Linked DNA regions of Sus scrofa: region 1 is linked to region 2. Evidence: chromatin contacts called from public HiChIP or PLAC-seq data. All regions are on one chromosome and are shown on one strand. The core of a region is the stretch at or near the end of the contact, and the rest is flanking DNA. Distances in the headings are between cores, read along the strand shown. Region 1 holds the start of VOPP1 (vesicular, overexpressed in cancer, prosurvival protein 1). Region 2 has its middle 46 kb from the start of LANCL2.

Region 1 (5,810 bases), core at 123-2,622, 98 kb before region 2:
CATGTGTTGAAGTCTGAAAAGTGTTTGTGAGACATGAGGAATGGGGGCAGGGCACAACCCTCAAAGAAGGACACATCCATTGAGAAAAACTGGATACGATAAAAAAAACTTGCGTTAGAACTGATAAAGCCCAAAATGGCAGAAGCGTCAACTTCCGCCTCATTATATGCTCAGTGTAATTCATTAGCTTCTAAATGACATACTCACAGGCGCTGTGGCAGTTCTGAGGCTGACCATAAAAGGCCAAAAAGTGGGCAGTGGCCCAGCTCCTGGAAATCCCCTCCCCTTCCCCAAAACAGGTGGAGCTGGAATAATCCTCTCACTGGTTAGTCTTTGAAATTACTCAGCCCGTAAACACTAACCAGCCCGTATTTCAGGCCACTTTCACCTTTTGAGACAGATGGCATTCTGCCCACAGAATGAGTGTCTCTCAATAAATCTACATCTTACCTAGCACGTTGCCTCTCACTGAATTCCTTCTGCACTGAGAAATAAAAAACCCGAGCTTCAAAGTCTGAGATGGGTTGTGGGGTTTCGGGGGAAGATGGTGGCTTCATTTGGGACTTGCCTTGGGTGACATCTACTTCCCTGACCCCCTCCCTTCACCTCCAGTTCAAGGGTAGGGTCATGTCCTTTATGCTCCGTTATTATCCTCTACCCCTGGTCTCAGCACTGGGCACTTGGCACCTACTGGTGTAGGTGATTCCCTCTCTCTTTAGACACCAGGCGGCGTTTTCTCACCCCCGCTACGTACTGGCCCTCCAGCTCAGGATCTGGTGCAACAAGTTCAATAAATTCTTGGTGAATAACTGCACAAATGAAGTGGGATCTGAGCCATGTTGTGAAAAAAATATGGGGAGTGCGAGGTAGCGGGGGTGGATGGGCAGCTCAGCAGAGGTGAAGGGCATGGCGAACTCACCAGTGGAGGGGTGGGCTTCAACTGCCCAGCCAATCGTGGGGCAGTGGGGCACTGCCAGAGCTGGAGGATGCAGGCATGAAAGCACCACACCGGAGTGAGAGGGGAGGCGCCGGGGCCGGTCTGCCTTCTCATCCTTTGGCCGTCCTTGCTGTCACACGTGGGGAGGGCGCACGGCCCCAAGCTGCGCGGGGACTGGAGGGACCCTGAAGACCCTGGAGGCACCCCGCCCAAGACAGAGCAAAGGGTCCCCGTACAGCCGCCTCCCTCCAGAACACGCCTCACCGCGCGCAGACTTGGCTTCCTTTAAAAACCTTACTGGCCTGTGCAGGAGTGACCGGACCGTCTCCTCCGAGGGCAGAGCCGTCTGGCGGCTACTCTCCCGCTAGCCGCCGCCGGGAGACTCTCTGCGGGCTCCGGCGCGTGCACTCCGACCGGGCCGACGCCGGCACCCCGTGGATGTAGCCGGGGGCGCGCGAGCCGGGCGCGCGCCAGCTGGGGGCGCGCGTGCCGGGGGCGGAGCGGGGCGAGGGCTTGCGCGGAGCTTCCCGGCTCCGCGTGTGCCCGCGCGCCCCTGCGCCCCGGGGGCCTGATCCCGCCCGTCCGCCCGCCTGCTGGCCGCCGCTCCAGAGCCTCGCCGCGGACCGGCGCCTGCGACCCGGAGGACGCGCAGCCATGGGCCGCCTGCCCGGGAGGGTGGCGGCGCTGCTGCTTGGGCTGCTCGTAGAGGTAGGGCCGGGCCGGGCCGGGCGGGGCTGAGCGGGAGCGGCACCGAGGCGCCCGGGAGACCGTCTGCCCGAGCCCCGAGGGCTGAGGGCCGAGGGGCAGCGCCTCACCCACCCGCCCGGATCCCGGTGCGGAAGGCGTCGATCGGAGCCCTGGTGGCGGGGTCGCCCCCGTCCTCCCCTCTCTTCTCACGCCCCTCCATCCCCCCGACCGCGTTACGGATTCTTGCGCGTCGGGAGGACACGGGAGCCCCCTTTGCGGGCCGTGCGCCCCTTCCCCTGCCCGAGGGCCCCGGCTCGGGGTGGGGTGAGGGTCCCAGGAGTGGCGCAGGCGCAGAGTTGGGGCGCCCAGCGGTTTGGGGCTGGGGCGGGGGCGCCTCCGGGTCGAGGTGCGAGCGAGCGGAGACGTGGTTGTCGGCAGCGTCATGGGGCCGCGAGGGAGATGGCGGGGCTGAGCGGGAGGAAAGGTCCCCGCTGGTGAAAACGATGCGCGAAGTGCTCAGACGCGAGGGAAGGACCCCGGAGAGCTGGGGTGGTGGGTGTGGCCTTTTGGAGCCGAGACAGAGGACTTGTTGAAGCCACCACGGAGGAAGCGCTGCCGGCCGCAGCCTCGTGGGGACCTCGGCCGCCCCTGGCTGGAAAGTTGCATCCTGGTTGGGGACCACCCCCTTCTCGCTAAAGCGGGTTCTTTAAAATGTGAGCTGGTGGGGTTCTGGGGTGTGGCCTGGACTAGGCTTATTCCACTCCTTACTCAGCTTTATTGTTTTGAAGGGACTTTTGTTAAATTAGTGAAGTCAAAGTGAATGAGTGATGAGAGTCTTACGTTTGTGTCTTTTCTATTTTGGGTAGTAAAACTCTTTTCTTTAATAGTTGGGTGTTGTCCTGGAAATGACTCCTTGGTTTCCCTCCTTTATTATTTATTTATTATCTTTTTAGGGTCGCACCTGCGGCATATGGAAATTTCCAGGCTAGGGGGCCAAGCGGAGCTGCACCTGAGGGCTGTGCCACGGCCACAGTAACTTGGGGTCCCAGCTGTGTCTGCGACCTGCACCACAGCCACAGCAACATGGGATCTGAGCCACATCTGTGACCTACAGCACAGCTCCCTGGCTACTCCGGATCCTTAGCCCACTGATGGGGGCCGGGGATTGAAGCTGCGTTCTCATGGATGCTAGTTGGGCTTGTTACCGCTGAGCCACAATGGAAACTCCAGTTTCCTTCATTTATAAAGAATTAAATTAAGTCATTAAGAACGAAATTCAGAGAGTCAGTCTTAACTCTCCTGGAAGGAGGGCTGATGGAAAGGTTTCTCGAGCCTGGCTTGGCCATAGCAAAGACTTCCTGGTTTTGTTCTTCTATCTCCCTGGCTGAGCGGTTCGTGTTTTTGTGGACTGCCCTCCACTTGCCTTCTTTTAATTTATTCGGGATTCTATGACCTTAGGAATCACATCTCCCAGGTCGTCACTGACGCAGTAACAGAGAAGTGAAACTGAGACCACTATTCACAAAGAAACAGATGCGTCTGTACCTAGGCATACAGTCTCCCCAACTTTTAAATCCGCCCTTGCTGAAATCATCTAGCGTTTCATTGGTTGTAACCTCCCTAAGGTCATTTTTTATTAGTTTATTTTTAATTTTTTACATTTTATGGCTGCATCCGTGGCACGTGGAAGTGCCCCAGGCCAGGGATTGAATCCAAGCTGCAGCAGTGAACCTTCGAGGCACCTGCGGCAACACGTGATTCTTTAACCCACTGCGCCAGGCCAGGGATTGAAACCATGCCCCTGCAGCGACCCCAGCTGCTGCAGTTGAATTCTTAACCCACTGTGCCACCGTGGGAACTCCTCCCCAAGGTCCTTAGTGTGTGTGGTGCTGTGCCCCGTATGTAGCCAAGACTGCCTCAGGGACCCAGTTCTTTCCAAAGTAGATGCTGTGTTGCATAGGAATGTCGACTGAGACACAACACACAACCTAAAAGTTAAGGATTATGTTTCATTCCTCAGAGATACTCAGGACATAAGCCCTGGAGACAGGCTCCCAGGTCGCTCTGAGCGACTGTTCCAAAGAGGTCAGGGAGGAGTCAGGATATATGGGAGTTTTTGCAAAAAACAACCAAAAAAAAAAAACCCAGAAAACACACACACACAAACCATCCCCCACCAAACCAAAGACCAAAACCTCACAAAACCAGGTAGTTGGAAAGTCAAAAGATTATGGTTAATTAAAGAAAACCAGACATCTCAAGTGAATGAATTTAGTGCTTTTATGGGAAGATGGAAGTGTTTGGGCTCATTGAAGTCACTCCTTGACGTGCACCTTGACTGCTTAGGGCAACCAGCTTTTCTCCATCCTGACTCCCCTCAGGGCGCAGTGGCTGATGGCTACGTGGGTACAACATCCTTTGTTTACTGCTATGGCAGGTGACATTCTTCGTCCACAGGAATTTATCATCTTCATACAGAGTTCAGATCACGCCGGAAAGGTTGAGGCGATCTTAAGCAGAACTGTGACAACATGAATTCAAATGACGAAATTGGTGCTTTCACAAAGTCACATATCTAGATGATGGATAATTTTTGTTTTCATGGGATGATAGCCCTTTTTTTCCGTAATTGTCCCAGGCACCCGTGTTTTTAGAAGTGATTTTTATTTTTCATTGTAGTTGGTTAACCGGGCTGTCAGCGCTCTGCTGTAGAGCAGAGTGACCCAGCCAGACGTACACACACACACGTCCTTCCTCTCACACTACCCTCCACCGTGCTCCACAAGGGACTAGACACAGTTCCCAGGGCTACACAGCAGGACCTGACTGCCCATCCGATCCAAAGGCAACAGTTTGCATCTATAAACCCCGGGTTCCTGGTCCACCCCTTCCACCCCCCCCTCCGCCTCCGACAACCACCTCCTCTGGTCTCCAAGTCCACGTGTTTCTTTTCTGTGGAAAGGTTCATTTGTGCCGTACACCAGACCCCAGATGCAAGTGACATCATAGAGTGTCTGTCCTTCTCCCTCTGACCCACCTGACCCAGCACTAGAGTCTCTAGTCCCATCCATGTTGCTGCAAATGGCACTGTCCTGTCCCCCCTTACGGCTGAGGAGTGCTCCATGTGTTTACAGACCATGTCTTTTTAATCTATTCATCGGTCAATGGACAGTTAGGCGGTTTCCATGTCTTGGCTATGGCCAAGCACCCATTTTTGTCTGTGGTGGAGAGGGGTCTCTGAGGAATTACGATTTCTTTCTGATTTATCACGTGGAATTTTATACATGAGATACGTATACGAGATGTTTTCAGCTTAGGTGGATGGCTCTGACTTTCATCTAAAGTCGGTTGTTATCAGTACCCCTCTGATGCTTTTGAAGTACTGACTCACATACATAAAAGGGCAGCTTCCTTTGCCCAGGAGGTGCAGAAGCACAGGGCTCTCTTCAAGTTGAGCACCCAAGATAATCGAGGGAGATATTTGAAGACGTCTGACAGCCAGCCGCAACCTGGGATACTTGACCTTGTTTCTTTGTTCTACTTGAGTGGGTTCCATTGTAGTCCTCGTGCAGTTGATTATAAACCACCTGGCAGCCTCTATGCTGTCCTGGCCTCTGGCATCCTCTTCCTCACCGGCAGGACTTACCGCCAGTGGGAATGGGGCTTTGCTAGTGAAAAGTCCTTGAGCAAAAAAGTGATCTAAAAGCTGTTAAAAATAAAGTAAAATGAAATGAAATAAAATAAAGTCTGTTTAAGAAGAGCTTTCCTGGAATTCCCTTGGGGCACAAGAGGTTAAGGCTCCAGTGTTGTCACTGCAGAGGCTCAGGTTGCTGCAGTGGCACAGGTTCAGTCCCTTGCCTGGGAATTTCCACATGCCTCAGGGGAGGCCCCCAAAAATAAAGAATAAAAATGGAAGGGCTTTCCTCCCCTGCCTTGCATCCTTTTGTAGAAATTCACTTACCTACTAGACTGTGTATGTGTTTTTACTTAGCAAACACTTTCAGATGCTTACCCTCTGCGGGCATTATTCTAAGCACTTTAAAAATATTAACTCATCAGTCTTCTTAGCCATTGCTTTTATTCCCGTTTTTGTTTTACATGGGAGATGGTTAAGAGCTTGTCCGCAGTCTCAGTGCTGTGACGTGTGAGGGCTTGAGATGCCAGCCCGGGCAGTGGCCCCAGCTCC
Region 2 (5,750 bases), core at 2,366-4,865:
CTGTGCCCGAGAGCCTTAGACAGCATGGCTCTGCCGACACTGTGATTCTGGATTTCCCGCTGCAAGCACTGAGAGAATAAATTTGGTCCAAATATCACCGAGAATGGGAAACGGGGATGGTAGCCCCAGGAAATGAGGAGAGAGATGAACTGACCCCTCCTGCTGGCAACAACAGCTCGCCAGCAGGGGGCGCCCATCCGGGGAGTCTTCCTCCAGCTGCATGGGACATCTTGACGGCAATCTCACGACAGCCCCTGCGCCAGAACGGCCGGCTAAGTTGCTCCTCAACTTCTGTCCACATGGAAACAGACATGTTCATTGGTGGGTTTTTTTTGGGGGGGGTTGTTTTTGTCTTTTTAGGGCTGCACCCGTGGCATATGGAAGTTCCTAGGCTAGGGGTTGAATCTGAATTGCAGCTGCTGGCCTACACCACAGCCACAGCAACAACACCGGATCCAAGCTGCATCTGCACACTACACTACAGCTCATGGCAACACTGGGTCCTCAACCCACTGAGTGAGGCCAGGGATCGAACCCTCATCCTCTGGATACGAGTCAGGTTCATTACTGCTGAGCCATGAGAGCAGCTCCTTCATCCCTTTGCTTTTTGTAAAAGAAGCCACGTCATTGGTTTTGCAGATTCACCCTCAGTCTGGAATTTACTGGTGGACTCTCCATCATCAAAGTGATTCAAATATCTCTGTGAGGTTTGGATTCCTTGTAAACGGGTGGGTAGAGAAGCGTGTCAGACTCCGGGTTTTTAGTTTGACTCTGAAGGGTCTTTGTTGGAGGCGGCGCTCTGTATCCCTGTCTGGGGGAGGGAATCTGTCTGCAGAGAGCAGCTGGCTGACTGTCCTTGCTGAGACTCATTAGGCGGCACAGCAGTAACATTTCTATTCTTTTATTCCTTCAAATGTCTCATAGGCTGAAACCCTGGGAATCATGCTTGTGGGAGCACAGGGTATAAAGCGAGAATCACAAAGGTCATGTGTGTGATGAATGCTCAGATCGGGAGCACGTCCGCTGGCTGCTGCTCTGCTGTCTCTGTCCACTAAGCTTTAAATGATGTGCTGTCACTCTGCCGCCTGCTCTAATGGCTTATCCTCCTCCACTACCCTCACCTCTCAGGGCGAATGGAAATTAGCTCCATTTTTATCCTTGACCTTGAATCATCTGATGCTGCTCCCATAAATCTGGGTCTGGGTGAATCTCGGCCCCACAGCTCAGTAGCTCTGACCTTGGCAGCTCTTCTGAGTCGCCTCGTGGGAAGGTGTGGCCGAGCATCCTCTGCAAGGCCACCCAGGGCTGCCGCCGGACGACGCTTATCAGCACTGCCGCCCTGCCAGCTGGGCACGCGGGCCGCATTCCCGTCCTGCGCTGGAAGCGGGGTGCACTCAGGTGTATGAGGGCCTAGAATAAACGGGTGAAGAATCGAATCGCTGTCGCTATAGTCCTCCAGTAGGTTATTGGGAATCACTGATGACTCAAAAAAGTGCTAATTTTTTTTCTTTTTAGGCCGTGCCTGCGGCGTATGGGAGTTCCCAGGCTAGAGGTCGAATCCGAGCTGCAGCTGCCGGCCTATGGCACAGCCTCAACCACACCGGATCTGAGCTGCCTCTGCAACCTATGCTGCAACCTGCAACGGCGGCTTAACCCACTGAGCAAGGCCAGGGGTCGAACCCGCCATCCTCTCGGACACTATGTAGAGTTCTTAACCCACTGAGCCACAACGGGAATTCCAAATTTTATTTTTATTTATATTTATTTTATGGTTGATTTATATTAGAGTGTACAACAGTGATTCAGTATTTTTTAGATTATATTCCACTTAAAGTTACGAATAAAACATTAATAAAATACACTGGGCGTGTGCGTGCTGAAGTGGGAGGGGCAAGTGCCTCCCGGAAGGAAGGACCTGGGGTTCCCAGAACAAAGAGGGAAGTGCCGCTGGGATGGAAAGACCTGGTGAGAACCACCCCCACCCCGGCCCTGGCAGCTGGGGTTGCCCACTGCCCTCTTAGGTGGGGCCAGCACCGAAGCAACCGGTTCCATTATCGCAGACTTCTTCCCCCAGAAAGTGATCCGATTTCAGTTACTGAAGCCCTAGTTTCATAGCAGAAGTGACAGTTACTGAATGAATGTTCGCACTGTGCTGGGTGTGTTACTGGGATCCCTCCAGCTATTTAATCCTCCCCACAGCCCTACGGGGAGTGACAGTGACAGAGCCCAGATCGGGACCCAGAGGCTGGCTTCAGGGAGCCCTCTCGTTGCAGTCCCCCGTGTCCCCCTGGATTCGGATGCGGGCACATGTCCCTGTCCCTGTCCCCTCTTCCTCCAGCCACCTCGCACTTCCCTTGCTGATCTTCGAGGTCTGATCTTCGGGAGATGGCAACTACCTGTGATGGTGAAATTTCTGGGCAAATGGGGTGCTTTACAAACTCAACACTTTTCATTTATGCATTTTTCTACTTGACTAAAATAAACGGCTTTCCACAGGGACGAAAGCAGAACTATTAGTGAGATAATTCCATGTGAGAAAGCCTTAGAGTGTTTCTGTTCTGGGAACAGCAGCCACCCCCCACCAGGCCTTGTTTCGATGTGTGACAGCGCAGCGGACCCGCCAGTAACGGGATGTTCCAGTTGTGCTCAGGACGCAATGATTACAATAGCAGAGGGAGCTGACTACAGCTCAAGAGGAGTTCCCCGGGAGCGCCCACTGTGGCTCAGTGATAACGAACCCCGCTGGTATCCATGAGGACGGGGGTTTGATCCTTGGCCTCGCTCAGTGGGTTAAGGATCTGGCATGGCCGTGAGCTGCGGTGTAGGTCACAGATATGGCTGGGATCTGGCATTGCTGTGGCTGTGGTGGAGGCCAGCAGCTACAGCTCCGATTCAACCCCTAGCCTGGGACCCTCCATATGACATGGGTGTGGCCCTAAAAAGACCAAAATAAATAAATAAACAAATAAAAAAGAAGAAGAGTCCAGGACAATTATGCGTCCTTTGTGGGAGCAAAAACATCGGGCAGTGCCTGGCCCTTCAAACCCGGCTGGAGGGCCGGAGCAAGAGGAGTTGCAGGCGGAGCACGTGGGCCCCTCCTGCCACAGTGATGCCCAGAGAGCAGGAAGCCAAGGGGAGGAAGCAGCCACAGGCTGAGGAAGCCCAGAGCAGAAGAATGGGGGATGGTGGCTCGGCAGGGGGGTCCTCAGCCTGCAGGGACCTAGAGCCCGTCCACGGCTGTGGGATGGCAGCACCCACATCCCTCAGACAGGAGACGCCTCCCCATCTGCCCGGTGGCATCACAGCCTCCTCCCCTTCCCAGCACCAAACTGGAGCTTCTTTCCTGGAAAGTGCTCTGGGCTCTGGCCCAGAGGACACGAGACTCAGTGGAAGGTTGCAGGGCCGTCCAGGGAAGGCGGCTGCCCAGCTTTCTTCCGCACAGGGTCCCTCCTGCCACCTGCAGGCACTGATCTCAGCCCCTCCCCCGCTGGAAGGTCCAGCCCGCTCTCACCACACGGACCAGAACGTCCAATCGGCTTCTACAGCACGTAACTAGCGGACCCTCTAGTAGCAAAGATAAAAACGAAAGCCAAGCAACGGGAAAAGCAGTTCAGATAAACCGAAAGGGAAGCCAAGCATGGCCGGAAGACGGCCCTCCCCCTGAGTGGTCTCTGCAGGTCTAGACTGGCCGTCTGGGAGCAGAGGATCCAGGGGGAGGAAGACAGGAGCTTTCCTCCAGGGTGGGGGGCCCAGGGCGGCCAGGTCCAGCCTGGCACGCATCAGAAAATGAATCCCCAGACCCCACCCCAGCCCTGCTAATCAGACACTAGCCTAGCAGTCCGCGTCCTATCAAACTCTCCACTGGTTTGCCGAGCCCGGTCCGAGCCCCTCCTCCCCTCCCCCGCGTCCCGGGGACACAGTCGCACTTCCTCTTCCCTCAAATCACAGGCCGCCTCCGCCTCCACTTCCACTCAGCAGACGCTGCCTCACTTCCCACTTCACGGAGGAGCGCGAAGAGGTCGGGGACGTGGGCGGCTCCCTCCACCAGCACCCACCCTCCGCCTGCGTGCCAGCCCCGTGCCCTCTGCCTACCTGAAGCCATCCCTGCAGCCTGCCCCCCTTTCTGTCCTGCATCACTTTTCTAGAACGCTCCCATTGGATCACATGCACTGATTTACAAACACACTGCTATTTTTCTCGGGGGGGGGGGGAGCTTTTTCTTTCCTCGCACCAACTATGGCCCCATTTCTTCCGCCTCGTTTGCACCAAAACTCCTGCAAAGTGGGGTCTGTGCTGCTCATCCATTCGCCAAGGACTTCCAGGCAGCTGAACCCGCGGGCAATTCTTAGCCTCTCTTAGGTTTCAGGGTCGCCCGAAACAGCGGGTCACGCCCTCTGCACACATGCGCGTCCCTCACTGGCCCCCAGGAGCACAGACCCCACTGCTGCTTCTCACGCTCCTTGTCTGAGCACACTCCTCCCAAGTTCACGGCCCTGAAGGCTCTGCCTTGGCCCCTTCCTCGCTGGTTCCTGTTGCCCTCACTCCCTGAGTGAGCTCTCCCACCTCACTCTGCTGCAAAGAATCAACATGCAAATGACTCCAGAGAGGACACTCCTCTCCAAACTCCAGCCGTCCCTGGGACCTCAGACTCCTCGTGCCCAAGTGGACCCCGCTCCGCTGATGGGCCTCTTCCACGTCTCAGCCTGTCCTGGCGCTCTGCCCCTGCCAGGAAAGCCTACTGGCTCCAGGGCACGTCTGGACTCTGGGCACTCTTGCCACGCCCACTTGCACTCACACCGGGACCAGCCTTCCGCTATCCTGCGTCCACCCGCTGTTCCTGCAGGATGATAATGCATCATCAGATGGTGTTCTTCGCCTACGCTCTCCCATGGCTCTACTTCGCCCAGAGCCACGGCCAAAGGGCGCAGAACAGTCTCCCAGGCCCCTCTACTGGCTCACTCTGCTCTTGGACACCCAAGCGCCTCTGCCTGGGCACGCCCTCTGTCCTGTGCCCTTTCCACAGATATGCATCTGGGCCACTCCTTTAAATTACTTCAACCCTTTAAATTACTTCAAGTCTTGGCTCAAGTGTCCCTGTCTCCGGTCTTACTCTGACCACCCTATTTAAAACAGGAATTTGTGGGGATCTCTTGTGGCCCCTCCGGTCTCCTGTCACTGTTGTGGCGCCGGCTTGATCTCTGGCCTGAGAACTTTCATGTTGAAGTGTGGCGCCTCCCAAATAAACCGCAGTAATTTGTGTTCCCTCCAGCACTGTCAGTCCCTCTTATTTAAAAATTTTTTTCCACATTATTCATATGAGAAAATCTGCTTATTTATGCTTATTGTTTGTTGCTCCCTGTTATTCTGCAAATTCTACAAGGTAAGACTTTATGGCTGTCTTGTTCATTGATGGATTCCAAGTGCCTAGAATAAGGTGTGGCATTGAATAAGCACCTAATGACTATTTGCTGAATAAATGAACATCTTTAAGGAGATCAGATATTGCAACAAGAAATAAGAGATGAGTTCCCATTGTTGGTCAGCAGGTTAACCAACAGTGGCCGTGAGGATGTAGGTTCAAACCCTGGCCTCACTCAGTGGATTAAGGATCCGGCATTGCTGCAAGCTGCGGCACAGGTTGCAGATGCAGCTCAGATCTGGTGTTGCTGTGGCTGTGGCGAAGGTCTCAGGTGCAGTTCCATTTCGATCCCTAGGCTGGGAACTTCCATATGCCGCAGGTGTGGCCCTAA

What was found. HiChIP or PLAC-seq counts read pairs in DNA pulled down with a chosen protein or histone mark.
Region 1: a contact with region 2 is called in an H3K27ac HiChIP or PLAC-seq map of skeletal muscle. The contact joins the promoter of VOPP1 here to the enhancer-like site in region 2. A contact is called at or near these places in 7 of 47 Hi-C or Micro-C datasets (alveolar macrophages, brain, embryonic fibroblasts and 3 more) and 2 of 2 datasets of contacts at active chromatin or transcription factors (alveolar macrophages and skeletal muscle).

What each region holds. Positions count from the first base shown.
Region 1 is chr18:48,689,420-48,695,229 of Sscrofa11.1, reverse strand. It overlaps VOPP1 (vesicular, overexpressed in cancer, prosurvival protein 1), which reads left to right and starts at 1,372. Exons shown (of 5, transcript XM_021079345.1): 1 at 1,372-1,645. The coding sequence starts at 1,592. It also overlaps a transcript of PGAM2 not described here.
Region 2 is chr18:48,593,481-48,599,230 of Sscrofa11.1, reverse strand. No RefSeq gene overlaps it. Among named protein-coding and RNA genes, the nearest start is that of LANCL2, 46 kb to the right of the region's middle. Within about 2 kb of position 3,615, at least 49 of the 83 cell types and tissues checked have an H3K27ac peak or open chromatin away from gene starts, as enhancers often do. A contact at or near this core is called in alveolar macrophages, brain, omental adipose tissue and 1 more, where this site is marked.